2 separate regions of the Triticum aestivum genome follow, and region 2 is linked to region 1. A link is a contact called in public Hi-C data. All regions are on one chromosome and are shown on one strand. Each heading gives the region's core, a stretch centred on a gene start, on an enhancer-like site or on the middle of the called end of the contact. The rest is flanking DNA. Distances are from core to core; before and after follow the strand shown.

Evidence for each region. Hi-C and Micro-C count contacts between places; a contact is called where the count stands out from the background.
Region 2: a Hi-C map of leaf shows a contact between it and region 1, with 3 times the contacts expected there. The contact joins the promoter of LOC123138364 here to the promoter of LOC123138363 in region 1. A contact is called at or near these places in 2 of 5 Hi-C or Micro-C datasets (both in leaf).

The regions. Positions count from the first base shown.
Region 1 is chr6B:624,350,727-624,354,098 of IWGSC CS RefSeq v2.1, forward strand. LOC123138363 (protein CTR9 homolog) reads right to left here and starts at 1,744. Exons shown (of 24, transcript XM_044558327.1): 1 at 1,455-1,744; 2 at 825-891; 3 at 482-673. The coding sequence starts at 1,595.
Region 2 is chr6B:624,665,373-624,668,775 of IWGSC CS RefSeq v2.1, forward strand. It overlaps LOC123138364 (galactoside 2-alpha-L-fucosyltransferase), which reads left to right and starts at 2,153. Exons shown (of 2, transcript XM_044558330.1): 1 at 2,153-2,613. The coding sequence starts at 2,310.

The DNA.
Region 1 (3,372 bases), core at 494-2,993:
TCAACTAGCCACTTGGGACTAGCCGCAACACTACCAGGCCTCACTGGGCCCATGCCATCACAGTTTAGGTATATTCTATAAAACTTTCACAAACACATTGCTGATCTTGTGTCATTCAAATTTACAATGTTCTGGTGAATTAATGAACACAAAAACACTCATTCTTTCTGTTTATCACGAACTAGATAGGCAGAGTTATATAATGTCTTGTAGCATGTCTCTGATTCTGAAATTGAGTTTCTATGATAGAGAAGCTACAAACAAATACAACAACATTCAACATTAAACAGAAATATCAAACTATCAACAACAAAAATTCAAACAGTCACTTCATCTAAGATGATGCTACACTTAATTTAATGAAGTGCTACGCAACCATAACCAAAGAAGAAAGTGTGCTATAAAGAGATGCACATAAGAGTCACGAAACTATAAACCACAACATATCTGAGAGCTCTGAAATGTTCTGAAGTGGTATAACCTCTTCCAATCCATGTAGAAGGTTCAGTTTCATCTATCCTCGATGCCCTATTGTAGTACTGAGTCGCATCTTTGAAATGCACTTCCTTCTGTGGTGCTTTCTCAGCCTTTCCCAAGAAAGTATGAAAAGCACCCAAAGCATTAAGGATGGCTATCCGCTCGTACTTCACATCAGCATAATAATCATCGATTTCTGCAGAGGAGAGGGAATGGTTCAACAACAGCGGATTTATGCAGAAATTTAAAGCAACAATGAGAAATTGAACTGGTGTGGTATAACCAAAGGTGATATTATTGTTCAGATAATAAATTACAGTACAGGAAAAGAGTAATAAAAAAATAACCTGGGCCAGATCCTTCCTCTAAAATCTGTCGGAACTGTTCGATCTTCCCTTGCTTGAAGTATTCTCTCTGTGACAATATTTCCAGAAGTAATTTAGAAAAAATAGGTACTAATCCAGATAGTTCGATTTCACAAGAAAACTACCTATAAAATTACCAGACAGGGTATCTGCAAGTATAATAAGTTTCACCATGAAACTAGAGCTTAGATTAAACGCAAGTCACGAGTGTAAGTACTGGGATTTCGAGCTATGAAACTCTGGCCCAGCAAGAAGCTCTTCTTCAGATCTTCCACTCAAATTTATCCGTCTGAACGAATCAGGATGGTATCCTCGGTACCAAAACGTCACCAGCATCACCCCTAGCCGAAATAGCTCCGGCTGAACAACCAGGTCAAAGCAGAGGACGGAATGACAGGCGCACGCGCACGCGCATTTGGAGAAATTCTACCAGCATCGGTCAAACCCTCAGAAAGCCCGCCTCGGAGCTGAAAAGGGTCGCGTCAGCAGGAGCGAGACTCCGCCAGAACCCTAGCCGTAGAAGTTGCTCTATCCGCGCCGCCGAAGACCTAGACCTAGACCTAAGCAAGGTTGCGAGGGAAGCTTGGGCTCCTGAGAGCGGAGGGGACCTACCGCGATGATGAGCCAGAGGTGGAGCGGAGCTTGCTCGGCCTTGAGGATGTCGAGGATGTCGGAGGCGTCGGCGGGGAGGTGGTCCAGCGCCACCCGCACCTCCTCCTCCGTCCCCTGCACCGGTATGTACACGCTCGCCATCCCGCCGCCGCTCCCCTCTCTTCCCTTCCCTTCGCCGCCGCCCAGGGGAGAGAAAATCGTAGCGTGCGTTTGGATCACGGGATGTCCCTCATGGGACAGGGACAGACTTGTTTTAGGGCGGCTGCCACCCGTTTGGTTCAGGGGATAGGGAGGATGAGGATGGTTGGGGATAGCCGAGATTCGCAGAATATTCCTCAAAACGGTGGCTATCCCCAGTCGCCGAAAAGTCGCGGACGTCGCCAGCCACTCTCGTCGCCTCACCCCCGAATCGTTTTTCTCTTGCTCTCACCCCTCCTCGGACAGAAACGTTTCTCTCGTCAGCGACCACAGCGCCAGATCGGCGAGCGGCGGTCAGACCAATAGCAGAGTCGTCGGCGGTAGCGGCTGCCAGTTCCAGGCACGTACGCGCCCTCCTCTCTCTCTCTCTCTCTCTCTCTCTCTCTCTCAGGCCTGATTGCGCTGGCGGCGGCATGAGGGCGCGCGGCAGATCGCTTGTGGTGGACAGTGGCTGACGGAGCAAGCATAATTGCGCTGATGGTGGCCTGATGGCGCATGGGAGCTCGCTAGTTGGATGGATGGTGCCGATTTTGTTGGGTCTCGATCTGTCTCTTTGTGCATTGTTTTGTTTGAGGCACGCGAACGATGACTTAGCTTTACAGCAGCAGCTGCATGAAGGAGATATTGAGGAGAGAAGTGGTACGAGTAGTAGAACAATTCTAATTTAAAATGCTTCACGGTCACAGCAGCATTTTTTCAGTTAAAATGCTTTCCAGATTGCTACAAATATTATTGTCACATGGGCGATTTTTGAAGAAGAAAAATGATTTTATTTTGTGATGTTGAAGTTAGTATTTATGGCGTGAATACTCGCTAGCATATTATTTCCTCAAATTACTAAAGGGAAATCTCATCACCTCAACAAAAGAGGTTATTGCAACAACCTATCTACTCTTTATTCCTTCAACCAAACGCCTAGATGGCTATCTCTAACCATTTGGCATCTCACCCAACCAAACAGAAAAAATGGCTATCCCTAGCCAGGTGGTTAGGGATATCTATAGCCACTCAAAGCTATCCCGCGAACCAAACACATCTTGTATATGACAGGGGAAGAGGAGCAAATGCCCACGGGAGCTAGTTGGGCAGCGGCCCATTTACTGCCGCGCGTTTTTTTTTACGGGAATAGCGGTGCAATGTAATGGCCCGGCCCAAATCCCGATTTTCTTGTTTCGGATTTAAGAGTATCATTAATTAGTTTTAAATAAAACTGTTTTAAAAAATGTTCTTGAAATTTGAAAATGGATTGACCCTTGTTCACGGAGTTGGACTTTTGTTGACCGCCTCATACTTTGTTGATTACCCATGTAGGATTGTTTATTTTTCCCCAACACATATAATCTATTTATTCTTTTTTTTGGCGGGTGCATAATATGTTTATTCACACATGCTAAATTAGTGACTTCCTATAAAACCATCTAATGAGGAATTTCATGACCTTTTACCATTGCGATAAACCAAATAGTTAAGAAGCTATCAAAATGCCGAACTATAATCTCACTTAAAGATTTCAATGACCTCAATACTTAGACGACTCTATAAGAGAACTTTTCAAAGCAAGTGACACCAGCTTACTTATTTCTCTGGTCCAAGCATAGTGAGCTAGTAATCATGAAATTAAGTGTTTAGAAGATAGCATAGAAAAAAGAAAAAAGTTTGGGCAGGTTGCCATGTGATTATGTTAATCTTATAAACCAACAGCAACATACAACTTAGCAAC
Region 2 (3,403 bases), core at 903-3,402, 320 kb after region 1:
CACCAGATCATCCTCGGTCCGCTGGAGTGCACCTTGGCTTGAGATTTGTTACGTACGTCGAAATCGACGGACTGACTTGATCAACGATGACGGACCTCACAAACCTGCTCGATCGTACGAAAACTCACGACCCGCATCGTTTCTGTACTTGGCTCGTGGGAGAACCCTAGCCGCCGCTCCTGCCTTCCCCTCCTCCTTGCAGACGGATTTCAGGCCGGCGAACGCGAGCTCTCCTCACCGGTGCCGTGGCCTGCTTGGCGCGCCCGGCCGGCTGCTGTCCGTGGAGGCGCACCACCGCGCAACAGCGCGCCAAGCGATCCCTATTAGCCGGACTGTTGAAGCCGCCCAGTCCGCTCGGGCGCTCCGGTGCCGTGGCCTGCCTCTGCCCGCCCGGCCTGCTGCTGTCCGCACATGCGCGCACCACCGGCCAGCAGCGCGCCGAGCCTCCCCTCTTAGTCGGACTGCTGGAGTCGCCCAGTCCGCTCAGGCACGCTGCTGCTGAGCCCATTGTCTTCTTCCGACAGACGTACCTCATACCCTGATACCCCAATCCCCCATGGTTGCTCACTTGCCGTGAATATCTGATTTAGATAAATTTACATCGAATTTGACAAGATTTTCGGCACAAATCTGAATTTGTCTACACCCGGAAGCTCCTCCTGTCCTTCACGCTACTTTGATTCAGTAGAGTCTGGAGACTGCAGGCATGCGGCAACCCCGGTTTCAGTTTGTCCAGAGACAGGAGTTAGGCAGTACACCAGCACGTAATATGTTCAATTATTACCCATACCATATAGAAATACATATAGGCAGTAGTCACTAGAGTATTTTTTATTGCAGAATTATTGAAGAATTTTTATTGTACAGCAACACAACTACAACTTCTCAAGGTTTTTAGTATGCTTGTACTTCCACATTGATCTATTTCTATATGGTATTGACAACCATGACACCATGTGGTGAGAAACTGGTTGTTTGGGCATCTTCATGTATTTCATGATTCCATCTTTCAGGTGCACGTCAACAGCGGTGCGTACAGCCGGTGGACACTTGGGTCCTTCGTCAACAGTGAATCCCATAACAATCTTGAAACATGATGGAACCATATCCAGGTAAAAAAAAAGTAGGTGTTTTGTGAATTTTTCATGTGTTTATTGTACCTCAATTTTTCTTAATTGCTCGTTGGTGTATAGTGATGCACTATCAAGTAAGTTATCTGGCCCGCACAAAGGCCCGTCAAGCTTGCAAAGGAAGTTTCACCGCTGAAACTGCATATTTTTTTCTACCATATATACACTCAAATGTTTTGCATTTTCCTTGGGATTTCGGTGGATTTGAACATAACATTTGTTTGAATTGAATCGTGCTGCATAAGAGGTAGGAGAAAATTAGTGGGCGGCTTCAGACCCTTGGCTAGTGGTTGATGTCTTGATGATTCGTCGCTGCAGGATGTTTTGAAACGACCATTGGTCGTTACTCATTAGGTGTTGTCTCCATTGTTATTTTACTGTATGATAAAATACTTGGTCATTAGGTGTCACAGTTCTTAATTGACTGTTTGGAAGTAACCGAGATACTAAAATTATCATCAAGCGTAGTTTCCATTCTTTATTAGTCTGAAATGTGAATGTAGTAGCTTTTTTGGAAGGAAAATGAACCTTTTCTATAAAACAATTCATTTTAAATATTTTTCACTACTACTATCAGATTATCCTTTTATATACAGTGAATTTTCGCATATCATTAGAACATTAGGCAGTACGTGCGTTGCACATGCACGTTTACTATACCTCTTCAGTTATATTCTGCAACTCCTTCGGACCTCACATGAACGGACTCATGGATTACAGTGCAAATCCACTCATGACAGCAAAAGAAAGTTTTAGTAATGCCAAGTTGCCAACGACGAAACTGATGTACACACGACACGGTATGGCCGATCTGCAGCCGACACAGACTCTACGTCGTGAGACTGATGTGCATCTAATATAATTTACAAACGGTCTGATGGGCATGGTCGTCCGAGTATATCGTGTGAAAAGCGTCGGCTGAATAGCAGTGCTCGGTTGCCAAACCCACTGCCACCACGTTGCAAGCTCCGTCTTCAGCCCATCACGTCCAAACCCACGACGATAACGAGCGCGCCCCTATTCTCTCGCAAGTTGCAGCGCCCACCCGGCCGCGGCCCTTCCACAGCTTTGACCGCTCCACCCCGAACCCGAAGCAAAGCGCAAACAAGACGCTTCTTCTAGCCGGCCCGCTCTACACGGCGAGCACGGGGCGGAGAGGTAGCGTGGGGCAGCTCGATCATGGAGAAACAACCGAGCAGCTGGCGGGGGAGCAACGGCGGCCACGAGGAGAGGCTGCCCCTGCGCGGCGGCGGCGGAGGCCTGGAGACGGAGGCAAGGGCGCCGCACCCCCACGCCCACGCCGCGGATCAGCAGGAGGCGGGGCGGGGCAGGCACCGGCGCAAGTGCCTGCGCGCCGCGCTGCTGCTCTGCCTGCTCACGCTCCCGGCCTGCGTCCTCGTCGTCGGGAACCTGCGGGCCGAATCCTCGCCGCGGATGCTCTTCGACGTCGACGACCTCCCAAAGTACGACGACGACGACCAAGGTACTACTCGAACTCCTCCACTTAGAATTCATACTCGACCGTAGAAGCTGATCGATGCTGTCCGGATGGATCATCGTAGAACTTGCACCACTTACTACGAGTAGCTGCTATGGCCATCGTCACGGATAGAAAGGTTCTCAGCTAGTAGTAGACGCAGGGAATGGTTTTTTCTTTAGAAAAAGAGGTCCAGGAAATGATGGGGAAGTTCATGGAGGGAATCGTAGGGGCACAAGATACCAGACGATAACATGGTTGCAAAGCAGATTCCCGTTGTCTTAGCGTTGCTTATTTTACTCGGGGCGGCCACGTCTAAGTCCCAATCTCAAGTTGGTCGCATGGCCTCCGTCATAGGCCACTTATAAAATTCTCTCGTCTTGCTGGCCTGCTAACGATAAACTTAATTAGACGCGAGGGCATAGCAGAGGTGATCTAGCCAAAGGCCAGTTAAAATCGGTTGAGATCCGAGCCATGCGCCATTTTCTTTTCTGAGCCTGGTAGATTGAGAATTTTGGGTGGACGGCGGACGACGACGGGCTTTCGTTGCAAAAAGAGAGTAAAAGACAGCACCGCGTGACCGCTCAAAGAGTCTCTACGCATCTTTGAACGTGGACCATAAAACCAGTATCCGGTGCACACGGCAGGAGGCCATTCAACGGTGTACCACAAACGTCCTGACACGTTTTAAACGGAATTTAAGCAAACCGTTTTCCTGTAAACAGGATGGCGTCCGTGTTCCAACTTCTTGTGGTTCCCCGTCTCCGGCATCTTCGCTGTCCGTGAATTCCGGGAA